2 separate regions of the Anas platyrhynchos genome follow, and region 1 is linked to region 2. The links are chromatin contacts, called in public Hi-C maps. All regions are on one chromosome and are shown on one strand. Each heading gives the region's core, a stretch centred on a gene start, on an enhancer-like site or on the middle of the called end of the contact. The rest is flanking DNA. Distances are from core to core; before and after follow the strand shown.

Region 1 (6,670 bases), core at 1,835-4,334, 110 kb after region 2:
CCCGTTGGCATCAGACCCTCCGGACACTGAAGCACCATGCCCCTTCCCCAGGTCTCTCACCTCTCCTTGACCACTGCCCTCCCTCCTGTTTAACAGCCATGCCCGGAGTTGTTTTCTAGCTCTCTTGCAGGCATTTGCTCTGAATCAGGCAGATTTTTTGCTCTTTTCTGCCTATTTTCTAAAGCTGGGCCTGATTCTGGCAGGCAGTGCTCGTGGTACAAGTTCAAGGGGGTTATTTTAGGCCAGATCTTGAGCCAGCTTTTCTCTATCTGTAGAATTAGTGATGGGCAAATGATTGACTTTTCCAGCTGAGGAGCCAAGCCACAGCATTGAGACAGGAAAAAAAAAAAAAGTCCATTATAGATTTCCTCCAAATAGTCTTACTGCTGCTGCTTCTTAGTGAAGCGCAAAAGGCAGCAAAGCAGTCCAAATGCCTTGGTCAGCCTGGAGGGGAAAGCTGCACTCGTCTCCAGTGTTTTTCAGGTGCCTCGCTTCCAACAGCTTCCCTTTGGAGCGAAACGTTTCATCTCTCTCTTGAAAAACAAAGGCAGGCACAGGGTTTGTCCCCAGGCTCTGTTTCTGGAGAACCAAATGATTGCGTGACAATTTCCACCCAGCCCCATGGGGCCAGGTCGAGCCTCCCCAGTTGTGGTGGAGCTCCGGGGCTGGGCTCTCCCCGAATGCCCCGCAGACCCCACAGACCCCAAGATGCCAGGCAGGGTGAGATGGACGGGGCTGTGGCTTGTCCCCATGCAGCAGGGACATGCCAGGAGCATGCTGACAGCAGCTTTAGGGGTGCAGCCTGAGCGCAGTGCCAGGAGGGGCTGGTCTAAATCCAGCCTGGGGAAGAGCAATGAGCCAGAAAGAGAGGGAAAGCATGGATACAGCAAAGGCAAGGGCAAGCTCAGGGGGCCACTCAGCAAGCCGTGGTCAGGACTTGACAGAGACATTAAAAAGAGCACATGACATCGGTTTTCATCGGCTCTTCCCAGCCCCATGGCAGGTAACCTAGCAGTCGTGTCCTGCGTGTCTTTGCCCTTGCAGATGCTCCTGGCTGCCCCAGGGGGCTGCAGGGCCAGCAAGAGCTGCCAGCAAGAGCTGCAGCTGGGTGACAGCCTAACCTTTGAGGTTTGTTTGGAGCAGGAATGGAGGGATCTCTTCCTCTGCTGGAGACCAGCTGGCTGCACCCACGATGAGCACAGGCCGTGTTTGGAAACTTAGGGGTTGGAAAAATAAGCTAGAGATGTGCCGTGCCCAGAGTGTAAGTTCATTTTTTAAAGGGAGAGCAGCTCATTGGCAAATGAATTAAACATCTGAAGTGTGCAGGGGCACAGGGATGCCCCAGGAGAACAGGGCCACAGCAAGCAGGGTGGAAATAGCCCTGAGCTGAATGAAGGCAGATAAAATAAACAGGACGGTGGGGAAGGGAGGTGATGGCATGCGTCAGCCTTCAGGGTGGTTATGAATCATTTGTACGTATATGTTTTAAACAGAGACAAATGAGCAGCCCCGAACAACTGCTTTACATTGCCAGCCTCGACTGACAGAGGGGGGACTTGGAGGGAGATCCAGGATGAAGCCGGGGTTCAGGTCTCTCTCCTGGAGGAAAGCAGGGTGATGTTTGCCAGGTCACTCCTGCTCTGGGTGGCAGGCTGTGGCCAGGGGAGCACCTCAGGGTGCCATGGCCTGGGGGACGTGAAGGAAAAGAGCCTTGAAGTGGAGATGGTGGGACTGGAGCACAGGGTGACATGTAAGGAGACATGAGAGGAGCTTGGAGCCACCTGGGATACCCACCGTGTGCAGTTCAGTGCTAGGTATAAATAGTGATGAGGAAAATGTGATGGGAAACCGAAGACTGTAACCACTGGCGTAGGAAAACCAGCCATGAGTAAAATTACAATCCACAGGCACAAGCTTCTGTGTGCCTCCCAGCAGCAGCAAGAACACCCTGGCCATCAGAGAGCCTTGGGGGAGCTCCGTGAGCTGCTCCTGGCAGCGTGGGCTTGGTGTCCATGCGGGCACCCCATGCAGGGAGCCTGGTCTGGGCAAGGAACGGGTCTGCCTCCAGGCTGCGAGCTTCTGCAAGGCACAAGGCCCCGTAATTTTGGTTCTCAGCAGCCCTACACACACGGGTGTTTCCAGGCAGGCTGTTGCACTGAGGGCTGGGAGCCAGTACCCATCTCTCCAGGCAGCTTCGCGTGCAGCAGCCACAAGATTTCCTGAGGGTGGTCCTGAGCTGGGCAAGGGGAGCTTGAAGCCTGCCCCCAGCCTGGGGTGATGTTCCTCCAGGCCGGTGATTTGGGTGTTGCAGCAGGATGGGAATTTGCTTTTCCCTGGAAATTCTGGGCTGGAATTGTGTGGCCGAGCTCTCCTGGCGGGCTGGTGCCTCCAAGGGCTGGCGATGCTGAGCGACAGCCCCGGCAGCCTCCCCGCGCTGGAGTCATCGTGCTGACCCGTGCTTTCCCCCAGCAATCCCTCTTGGCCATCAAACCAACGTGTGGCAAGGCACAGAGGCCTCCGGTGGGAGCTATCAATCGGTTTTGATGGGCACCGAGTGCTCCCGCTGCTCACCAGGGCTGGCTGCTGAGCGCTCTGCGGGGCTGGAGGTTGGGTGGGCGCAAGTGCACAAGTCCCTAGGGCTGAGCTGATGGTCCCAGCGCGGCTGTTGGCACCTCCAGGGCTCACCCAGCCCCAATCCTGTCCTGGCCACCTCCCCAGCCCAGTGCTGCCGGCCAGGTCACCCCTTGGGCAGCCACCCCACAGGCTGCAGCGCCAGGGCAGCCCCTGCATCGCACCCCGCACCCCGAGCCAGGCTGCGGGAACTCCTGCCAGCAGCTTTGTTTACTTGGTGTCTCTCCAGCTGAAAAAAAAGGACACGGAGAGACTCCGGACGTGCTAATTTTACACCTAGCCGCCCGCACAGCCGCGTGTCTCACCACCACCCCTCTCCTCCAGCCCTCCTCCATCCCCACCGCCCCCCAGCTCGGTGAACGCCCCCCTCGCAGCCGGGGCACGCACTTGGGGACCCCCCCGGTGCCTTTCCACTCTGTGCCTTCCCCCGGCCCCCGCGCTGCGTGGAGCACCTGGGACATCTAGCGGCCACCTCTCCAAACGCCGGGCCCGAGGGGACGCGGTGGCAGCGGCCCCCCGGGGGCAGGACAGCCGGGGTTGGAGGGCAGCCCCCTTCTCCTAGCTCGGAGCTCACGGCCGGAGTTGATTTCCAGAGGTTTAGGGGCTGGGGTCGCTGCTGCCGAAGCGCCCCGGGGGCTGGATGTGCTGTTGCTCCCCGTTAGGAGCGGCGCAGGAGCTCTGGGCGCAGCGGGGTGGAAGCGCTGCTGCAGAGAAACGTTTTAACCAGGGAGAGCAAAGGCTCGGCTTCCACCTGGAAATTGCCCAATTTGACTCGCCAGCCTTGAGAAGCAGCCCACCGCGTCCCAATTCTCGCAGCAATTTCGTCTCTGCTGGAGCCGGGAGCCCGCTGCCGAGGCCCTGGCTCTGTACCCGTTAGGAGATCAGACGAGTGAGAGATCAGCTCACCCCTTCCAGCTCCATCAAACTGGCTGCATTGAAGTTGTGAATTTGCTGCTTCCCATCACAAACACGCTCAGCTGTCCTCCCTCTAACCCGTGCCTGTTGGCTCCGTGTCAATCCTCTCCCACCGCTGCCCCCACCGTGCCCCTTTGCTCCTCTGGGTGCCACGGCTGCCGCCACGTGTCCTCATTCCTCATTCCTCCTCCGCCAGCCAGAGCACGGCTGCTTTCTGCAGCGATGCCTGCTGGCCTGATAAAAGGGTTTTTATTCTCCCCTCGAGCTGCACCTGACCCCAAGGCTCACAGCTGTGATGGGAAGGGTGCCGGCCACATCTCCATGTCCCTGCTCCATCAGGAGTGGGACCGTTGCTGTCCTGGGGCCACAGCAGCTGTACCTCTCTGTGATGCTGCTTCCCAGCAGTTTGTGCTGTCCCCTGCCCCCAGACCCATCAGGGACACGGCAGCACAGCGGGCATCACTCCCCGAGCACGCCAGCCTGCAGGGTGCTGGTCCCAAGGGACAGCCTCTGGCCAGGCAGAGCTGACCTTCTCACTCGGGAGCCTGGGGACGTGCAAAGAAATCCCAACCTCCTAATGAGCCCGGGAAGCCAGGCAGAGTGTTTGCTTGACAGGGCAATTAGACGATGATTGATTCCTGGAACAGCTACTTAATTCACCATTAACTGGGCTTATCGTGGCCAGCATCTGCGCTGAGGGTCCCAGCGAGGGCTGCGCCGCCAACCTGCGCCAGCCACGGGGCCGGGGTGCGGGGCTGGGCTGCACGATGAGCAGAGCTGGGGTTGGCACCTCGTTATTGTCAGGCCTTATTTTGGCTCTTTCCATCCAGCAATGGGCTGGAGAACGCTGCAGCTGCCTGGGGGAGCCTGGGGGAGCCCAGTCTCATGGTTCGTGGTGCCAGGGGGATGAAGCAGTTTGCAGGGAGCCAGCATTTGCTCCTGTCCTCTGCAGGGCTCAGCCTGCCTGCAGTGATGGCTGAGGCACGGGGCTCTGCCCCTCAGGGGTGTCCTGGCCGGACACAAGGCCAGAGGATGTCTGTTCCGTTCCTCTTCCCCCAAGCCTGGTTATTACCGGGCTTACTTTATTCAGTCCCAGTGTGGCCAAATTCTCTATGGGATCCAGATAAAACGAATGGGGTTTGGGGAAGACCGCAGGGCTGCACTGGTTCTTCCCAGCCCTGCACTCTCCCCGTGATTCCCTCCAGTATTATCTCTGGTGTTTTTATGGCCCAGTGCATGGTACAAGCCTGCCCTGCAGAGGCGTGCCATTGCAGTCAGCCCAATGGGTGCTACAGCTGCACTCCATGGTCCCGCTGCATCTGTATGAGAATGGCAGTGAGACCTTCATTCTTCATTTCCTCCTGGTCCCAGCAGCCCCGTTACCACCCCATGCTTCTCCCAGAGAGAGGAGTTGCTCTTCTGGGCTCCCCATGTGGCCACGAGGACCCCTCCTGCAGCCCCTGCTGGAGGTGGCAGCCCCACTTCATCCAGCTCGTGCGCTTCAGAGCACACACCCTGAGCACCCCCTGCCTTCTCCCACGCCACTTTTGGGGTTCCTAATGCCTCTTGGCCCTTCTTTCTTCAGCCCATGTGCTGAGTGCCAGCCAGCTGTGAGCCAGCAGCTTTGCCACACACCTCTCTCCCTCCTCAAAATCGGTGCCGACGACCTGGTGCATGACAGGCAGCATCCTCCACGCCTGCAGCATCCTCTTGCTGGCAGCCTGCCCACAGCCCGGCTGCGGCTGCTTCCCAGCACATTTGGGCTCGGATCCCAGCAGGTTGCCATCCCTCTCCATCGTGGTTCAGAGCCAGAAACACTTCTGGAGACGAGGTGTTGGTGCCTCAGCACAACCACCAGCTCTCTCTTGCTGGACCTTGGTGTCCTGCTGCAAGGTGTCCTGCTCCAGGTTGGGCTCCTACATTTGAGGGATGCTCAGGGTCTGGTCAGCCCTTATAATTTCATTAAAAAAGAAACATATTTCATCAGAAATCTAATCTGCATGTTGAGGGAAGCAAAGAAGATGTTTGTGCGTTCCTCACCTGGAAGCAGGGAGGAGGCTTTGTGCTCCGAGCACATTTATCTGGCTCTGTGCAGGAAATAAAATGCTCTGTGGTACCAATAGGCATCGTCTTTAAATATTGGGAAAATGCTTCGCAGCCATCTGCCACAGGAGCCACTGAGTGCTTTATTAGTAAGGTGGGAGGGTGAGGAGAGCAGACAATGATTTGGGGGAGGGAGGTGTGGAGGGCACTCGCCAAAATGTGCAGTGCTTTAGCGATGCAGGAGTGCTTTTGAATGGCTTCATTTTCCTGAACAGCTTTCCAAAATGCAACGACCGCTGCCAAAACAAAACCCATCAACGAGGACATTTACAACAGGCTACAGCACTCAAACCTGTGCACTGTGGCAGAATTCGTCTGAGGGGAACAGGACCGCTTGGGAGGCAATCGGGCTGTTCACTCCCTGGAGCTTTCGGCTCCAACTCCTTCATTTCTGTTTTCCTCCCGAGGGTTGGTTTGGAGCCAAGGTGATGCACCTCCCGTCAGAAAGGCTGGTGCGCCACTGGGAGCCCTGTAGCAGGTGGCAGCGTGCCTCTGCCGCGCAGCATCCTGCAGAGGAAGCAGCTGCAGAGGTCTCTGGGGAGGAGAAGCAACCTTTGGGCTTGCGAGGCAAGAGGGTGGCACGCTCCGGGAGCCGGGAAGGTGCCGGAGAGCGGCTGTAAAACACAGCGCTCGGGTGCCGAGGAGCACAGGGCGATCGTTTCTCTCTCTCCTGGGGGATTCGGGTATCTCACTACGCAGTGTCTTTGTGCCAAGGTGGGTTGGAGAGCCAAAATAGCAAGCGCTCCTCGGAAGAAACGGGGTTGAAACATTTCATCTCAGAAATTTTCATGCCAAAAAGAAAAAAAAAAAAAAAGAGAAGAAGCAGGGCGGTGTTTCAGCGCTCTGAAATGGAGGAACGGAGCAGGGAGGGGAATTTTCCTGAGGCAGGAATTGGTGTTGACATCTGTAGCTGAGGGATCCTGGCTTTCCTTGACTGCTGCCTCCTCGTGTCCCAGCCCTAGCCTGTGAAACGGCCCCAAAAATCAGCCTGTGCCCATGAAGGCCGTTAGCTGAGCACGTA
Region 2 (7,385 bases), core at 767-3,266:
CCCAGGTCCTCTGAGATCCTGGGAAGGGGCAGCATTCTGCTCCAGGGCTCGCACGCTGCTGTGAGGCTTCTGGAAAATGGGCAGAAGCAACTGGTAAAGCCAGAGGGTATTTTAAGGAATTCTGTGTGTACGTTAAGAATGCAGCTGGTGCAGGTAGGTTTTAATCTCACTGTGTGCCACCTGACTCACTCTGAGCTGCAGGTGTTGATGCTGCTTGTGTTTCCCTGTACAGCCAAGAGGGCTGGATGAAAAGAGAAAGGGAAAGGGGAGGTATCTGAGACCTTTGTGTCTTCTTACCTTGTACAAGAGGCTTTCAGATTGCAGGGTGCCTGTGTGTGCAAGTGCCTGCTAACAAACAACTTGGTAAGGTTTCAGCTGGTAACCTTCAGAGGCCGTACTGAATTGCTGTGATTCTCTGAGCTTGAGCTGCTCCCAGCTTGGATGAAAAGGGCATTTACCACTAGTTTTCCTTGGACTGTTTTTTTTTTTTTTTTTTTTTTTTTTTAAGATTAAGGATTAAAATATTTATTTTTAAGCTTGAGTAAATTCTGCAAAGTATTTGTGTCTGTTAGCATTGCTGCCTATAAGCAATGAAAACAGCATTTCCTGAGCTGTGCAAATATTTAGCCCATCTTTGGAGCGCATAGCACTGGCTCTCTGCATGCAGTCCGCCATGTAACTTGGCAGATGCTGTTACAGATTGTGAAACCAGCATCTAGCCTTGGTTCTGGCTGTCAGGACCTGAATTCTGGCTAAAGAAGAGAGTGAGCAGTATATGTGAGGTTTGGGGATTGCCTCTGGTGTTGTACTGGGTGGTGGCATTATTTCGAAGCTCCCTGCAGGAACAAGGCCTTCTTATTCTCGACTCAGAGAGGGCAGATGAAGCAGTGGTGTCATGAAGAATCCAGAGACTAAGTCCTAGCATCCCCTGGAAATCTGTGGTTGTGAGTCTAGGGCTGGGGTGAAGGCACTTAAAGGCGAACAGCTTGTCTGCAACCTGACCAAAATGATGCACAGCAAACCACGTGGACGTGTCTTTATGTGCCGTGCCTGGTATTTCTCGTGGGAAGAGAGCCAAGCTGAGGCTGGCATTTTCAGAAACACGATCCCTTTGGGTGTGAAGGAGAGCTTGGTGGACTGAATGACTTCAGCGTGATGGAGGTGCTAAAGTTTCTGCCCCTGATGGCAGGATGTGTGATGCCATCTGGCTGCCCTGGTCACCACTTTATTGTGATGTTTCTTCAGATAACCTGAGTGAGTGGAGCACTGGGGGAAAACACGCTTTATTTGGATAGTATTTTTTTTTCTCTTTCAACTGACCAGCCCAGCTATAACGTTATGAACCAAGCAGTAACTCCTCATTCCCATAGTGAATATGTACGCTTTTTACATTTCTGGCTGTTCTGCTACCATCTTGTGTCTGACTGGCACATGAGAAAAAAGTTCAAACATATGATTATGGGAACTAGAAAAGAAAAACACTTATGGGAAACATTGCAGTCCACCAGAACCTCAGCCTGTCTTGGCATAAACCTTCCGGTGCACAATCTGCAATTTTCGAATCTTCCTGTTAAACTCTCTTCTTATTTGTGCTTTGTGGTTTTTCTTTGCTTTTCTCTTCTATATTTTTTTTTTCATTGAATGCGTGAGAAACCCTAATCTCTGCTCTCAAGAGCATGGAACTTGATTGTAGGAGGGAGGTGTTGCTGCATGAATGTGTTCATTTTTAGACATAATTTGCTATAACTTTTTTTTTTTTTTTTTTTTTTTTTCAGTAAAACAAAACAGCTGTAGCTGAAGTTCACCCAAAATTCCTGATCAGTCTTTTCCAGCTACCCTTCTGCTGGGATGGCGTGCTACGAAGTATGCTGGGGCGTGGGCAGTTGCACACTGGGTTGGAAGTGGGGAGCGGGGCTGGGAGCCAAGCTGTTCTTGGGACAAGCTGCAGTGAATACAGACAAAGGAAGCTGGGCTCTTGCACCAGATGAGGGATGGAGAGACTAGAATTGGCCTAAGGCTGCTCCAGGGTTTTCTGTGAGGCATGTGAAGGCCAGAGTGAATTTGGGTGTTTTTGTGGGGGGAGTGACTCTGCAGTGGCCAAAACCACATTCTTCTCTCCCTCTTGAGGCAACTCTCTGATAAGCTGTGAGAAGCGTGTTGGCCCGTACCCATCCCTTAATTTAGGGATTTATGCTAGCATAATGCTGAAGCCCTGTAAACTGATGCAATTGTCTAAGTAATCTTAGAAATTTAATCTCTTACCAGCATGAACAGCTGCCTGGGGCTCTCTTGTGCGCCGGTAGCTGAAGCGTAAGGTTGCTGTGCGATGGAGCAGTGCCACTCGCTGCAGTGGCTGGAGAGACACAGGGAAAGAGATCTCTCTCTGGTCCTCTTGGAGGATGAAGAAAGCAGCGCCAGGAGGCTCGGATGTGCCCAGGGAAGCAGTTTGCTGCTTAGAGGCTAGATCAGAGTCATGGAAACCTTCGTTGCTGGTGGGGAACAGCCTCAGCCATTCACGTAGGGAGCACTGGCAGCCACCTTATCACTAGTTTGTGATTAGGGCAGTCAGTGGTACGCTGCCTTCCCCCTCCTAGGCCCTTCTAATGCTTGGGACCAGCATGCGACACGCTGGTAGCAACTGCTGCAACTAAAAATTGTGGTAGGAAATATATTGCCCTGGGGTCTTCTAGTTAGACACAGTCGTTGGGCTGTGTCCTGCCCATCGACAAGAGCACCCAGGACCACTCTGGGATGCTAACCAGTGCTGGCGTGTCTCCTCGTCCCCATCTTCCCATCCTTTGTCTCCGAGTCGCCCCCACCCCAAGGAGCTGACAGTCTCCTGTGCAGCCCCTGGCACAACAGGGCCCTGTTTCGGGACTGGGGCTCCAGGAGAGAGAAGGGGAAGGATGGGCAGCCGCCGGCTGGTCTGGCAATGAGCCTTTTCCCTGACCAGCAGCCAGATGACAGCGAGGTGACAGCGAGGTGGCAGCGAGGTGGCAGCCCGGCGCTGCCGACAGTGGGTGCCTGCAGCTGCTTGGCCACCAGAGGGGGGCCGATAGTCGCCTTGAAACCCTGCGGGTTGGGTTCCCGCTGCCTTTTTATTTATTCCCTTATTTTCAGGCAACCTCTTGGTCTAGCAGAGGGGTTGGCCGGCAGATTTTCTTGCTCTAACCCTCAGCTTGGGGTGTAGGGGAAGGCAGCACCCAGGAACCGTCCCCTCGTCCCCGCTGCCCCTCTCCCCCTTGCCCTTTTGGTTTCCAACCACATGAAAACGCATGGGAGGAAGCTGGATTTACGCGCCTGTGATTAACCTGCAGCAGGCTCTCTCAGGAGGCTGAGGACAAATAGCTCAGCAGGAATAATGTGCTCGATACGGACAAACACCAGCAGTAACACTAACCAGATTAGATGCGTTCCCTCAGGCTCTTGGACACACATTAGTCATCGGCGTGAGGGGGGAGAGGGAGCTTTACCACATGGACCACGGAAGCGTAATTGAGTTTATACACAGAGCTGATGTTCTCCTTTTAGGGCTCATTATAATGAAATGGACTTCTCTATTAGCTGCAGGCACCGCAGCTTTCCGGAGAGCCTGTGGGAATGGAAGCAGAGCTAACTCGGTTGGTGCTGACTGCTCTGCTCAGTGGCACTGCAAAGAGCAGAGGGAAAGGCACCAGGGAAGGGGGTAGGATGGTGATGCTGCACCTGAGGCATCTTCAGACTCCAGAAACACTTATCAACCAGAAAGTGCCTGTCGGTCTGCATTTCTCAGTTCCACACCTCTCTCTGCTCCTCAGGTGCTGGGTTCAGCCTTGGAGGCCTGGGGTTGTGTGAAGGCCCAGGCAGAGGCTCGGGTGCTGCTACGAGGCTGTGGTGTTGAAGCAGAAGCCTATAAAAGGATAAGAGGGTGCAGAGGAAACGCACAGCTCCTCCCGATCCCTTTGTCTTGTCGAACACGGTCAAAGCGGCTGCCAGCAGGGACTGAAAGGCAAGGAGCACGTGGCTGAGCGGAGCTGTCTGCTCCACAGATGGACTGAGGAAAGCGAGAGCTTTCCTCCCTGCCCTCCCCAAGGGAGGATAAAAGGGTGCGACATGGATGTGGATAATGAAAACACCCATGGTTAAATAAGATTTAAAGCAAACAAACCTTCCTGCTTCGGGGCCAAACCCTGCCTCTGACGGACAGGAGTTAAAAGCAGCTTTCTCTCTGCTTCCTCCTGCCTGCCTCGAAGCAAGCCCAGGATGCTAACCTGGAGGAGTGTTTGGCAGCTGGCGGCTCCAGGCAGGAAGAGGACAGCAGAATCTGCTTTAATCCTGTCATAGTTCTCAAGCTAATTAGGATCAAGCTAATTTAATACTTGAACAAGGAACAGGCAGATCCTTCACGGAACTGGGTGTTAACAGCTTTCCAGAAACCCTCTTCCCTCTCGGGAAGGGCCACCCGCAGCATCCTGCTGGGCCTGTAAGGGGGGCTCTCCCTCGTGCCCTGTGGCCCTGGTGGGTGCTGGCACCCGTGTGTCCCTCTGCACCTCAGGAGTCTTTGGCACGTTTGCAGACTGTCTGGCTGTCTGCTGCCTTAGCTGAATTTTGGCAGTGTTGTTCTGTCACCCGGACAAGTTCCTGTGTAGTCTCTGTGGACTGCTGGGCCATGTCCGCTCTGTGCCCTCCTCGAGCCGCCAGCCCTGCCTGCAGGCACAAGAGCATGCTTTTTCCTCCATGGCCCCGGCCTAGCACAGGCTCAGGGAATCAAGGGGGGGCTGTCTGCTGAAAACCGTCCTCAGCGATCCCGATGGCTACGGCTGCAGTTGTCATTTCATCTCTGCCTCCTCACCTTCATCCCTCCCCCTGCATCTCATCCCCTGCTCTGTTTTCCACTGCTCCTCTGCTCCATTTGCGACTGTGGCTGTGGGGAAGATGAAGTCTGGCTTGGCCTTCCTTCCCCAGAAACCTGCGCTGGGGGGGGGGTGCCCTCCCCAGTTTTCTCTGGCTGCCTTTTGCCTTCCCAATCAGTCATGGTAATTTCCCCTGGCACTGTTTGGCAGGGGCTGTACCTTGGCATAACGAGCAACCAGGGTCAGCTGTCAGCCTCTGAGCCATGAGCCTAATGCAACACAACAGATGTAGGTATTTTTTCCAAGTTTTCTCTGGGCAGCAGGATTAAAGTCTCTGTTCTCAGCTGGGGTTCCCAGTGTAGTCACTTCCCTCTGCATTACACAACACCCTATTAAGACGAACAGCACAAACATGTTCATTGGGATCCCTTCCCCCAACCCCAGAAGGCCAAGGAACAAAGACGAGGAGGTTTCCAAAGGCTGGGAAGCTGCCTCTTTGGTCCAGGAGCCCTGAGATAATCCTGCCCGGACATCCCCTGCGAAATCACCCTGTGGCTCTCTGCTCATCTCCATCCTCGTGGTGCCAGGGGTGAGGGGTAAAAGAGTAGTGGGGTCACGTTCTGCTTAATCCATCAGGCTGTGTGCAAAGCTGGGTGGGTGTAGAAGGGGAGAAACTGGTGTAGCAGCAACCCCACCATGCCTGGTGCCTGTGCCTGCCCTGCCTGCTGATGTGGAGGCTTCTGAGTGTGTATGTGTGCATGAGCCCAGCAAAAGACAGTGATGAGGAGGATTTTCTCAGCACTAGCAATGCAGACAGAGTTATGGTGTGGTCCAGACACACTTTCTTGCTTGAATTCAAAGCTTTCATGCCATGTCAAGACTCTGGTGCTTTTCTGCTGGACACAAAGCTGCCTTAGGGATGTGGTGTGCTCTCTGTAGCCGACTGAAGCGGCTGGTCACAGAGAGGGACTCCGGGCACCCTTGGTGAGACAGAGAGGGCTTCCCCAGCAGCCCGAGGGGAGCATAAGTTCTTGTGAGCACACACGGAACAAGGATCTGCTGCTGCTGCACACCAATTACTCGCTTTATTGACAGAAGACCATAAATGAACAAGGGAATTAATTAGGGCTGCAGCAGGCCAGGTTGGATGCCTGCAGGGCTGAGAAGGCTGGAGCTGGTTCAAAGCGCAGGGGGAGCAGAAGGCCCCGGAGCTCTGTGTAGCAAACAAAGGTGCTGCCACCGGTTCAACCCCTCGGGGAGAGCTGTGAAAAAGCCTCTGTGACCAGAAGGACAGTCCGTAGGAGGGGGAGAGACCAGTTCCTGGCAGCATCTGTTTGTTCAGGCCTCGGATGAAGGACTTAAGCAGCTTGTTAATTCGCTCCTTGTCCAGCTGCAGGCTTAGTCACTGTGAGCGGGCCTCCAGGGCAGCCCGCGCGGTTGTGAGCCAGCTCCTCCAGCCCTGGTACTTTCCGTGTGCTGGACGAGCCAGCGGTGGAGCCGGGGGGTGTGTTGCAGCTGTCTGGCCCAGCTCTAGCAAAGCGCTCGCAGCAGGTCCTTTCCATCTGCCTTGGCCCAAGAGTGACCCTTGCAAACCTCCTCTCCCCTGCCGTCGCCTCAGCAGATGGTGGGAAGGCAGATGGGGAGGAGGAGATCTGTGAAGCTGGAGTGATAGAGGCCTGGCCCAGTGGCACCTCTCGTCCTTGCACCTCTCCACCTTGTGTTGGTGGGGTCTTTGAGCCCATGAGCCTGGGAGGGGTGTGCTCAGCTGCTGCGAATCGCTGCAAGCCACTTCGGGCAGCTGATTTCTTGACACCCTGTCTCGCCCCACATATTAGATGCTGGATGCAGAAAATCTGCACTGGGAGCAGTGCAGGGAGTCGTTTCCTCACCTAAAATTTTACTAGCCTGCAGGAGCTCAAGGAGGTGGAGCGAGGTGCTTGGCCCACTGTGGAGGAAGCTTCAGCTCAGCAAAGGGTGTTTGGGACAGCTGAGCTGTGGATCACCCGCCAGGCTGCACCAGCTGCTCTGGAGTCAAAATTCAAACCACAACCAGACTTGGTCCTGATTCCAGACTTTTCCTTCACCTCATTAGTTAGCGGCTTCGAATGCAAATTCTGTGGCCGGTACACGAAGGCCTGGCCAGCGTGCAGGGCTCCTGTCCAGCTGCCCTCGTTCGATCCTCCTCCCTGACGGGCCTGGCTGGACGCAAGAATCGCGAAGGTCTCGGAGGGAATTTGAGGGGTATCCAGGTCATAGCATTCAGCGTTGTCACGCTTTCTCTCCAGGTGGCAGCAGTGGTTGACTTGGACAGAGGGCAGTCCTTTCCCAAAGACAAGTCAGGCAGACGTGTCCCAGCGCAACACAGAGGTGCAAGGTTTGCTTTGCAGAGGCAGTTTGCCCCCCTTTGCGTTACAAACGATGCAGACAGCTTGTGAGAGATGACCCTGCCTCCTGCAAAACAGCTTGTGCAAGCAGCGTGGACAAGGAGCAAGAAGCAGCCTGAAAAGGAATAGCAGGATGGTGGAGAGAAGCTTGGAAAGGTTGTCAGGCCCT

What was found. Hi-C and Micro-C count contacts between places; a contact is called where the count stands out from the background.
Region 1: a Hi-C map of skeletal muscle shows a contact between it and region 2, with 3 times the contacts expected there. The contact joins two enhancer-like sites. A contact is called at or near these places in 4 of 8 Hi-C or Micro-C datasets (liver, skeletal muscle and subcutaneous adipose tissue).

The regions. Positions count from the first base shown.
Region 1 is chr5:24,436,962-24,443,631 of IASCAAS_PekinDuck_T2T, forward strand. All of the region lies in intron 1 of SYNDIG1L (synapse differentiation inducing 1 like), which reads left to right. Among named protein-coding and RNA genes, the nearest start is that of SYNDIG1L, 5.3 kb to the left of the region's middle. Within about 2 kb of position 3,085, at least 2 of the 8 cell types and tissues checked have an H3K27ac peak or open chromatin away from gene starts, as enhancers often do.
Region 2 is chr5:24,325,880-24,333,264 of IASCAAS_PekinDuck_T2T, forward strand. No RefSeq gene overlaps it. Among named protein-coding and RNA genes, the nearest start is that of LTBP2, 14 kb to the right of the region's middle. Within about 2 kb of position 2,017, at least 2 of the 8 cell types and tissues checked have an H3K27ac peak or open chromatin away from gene starts, as enhancers often do.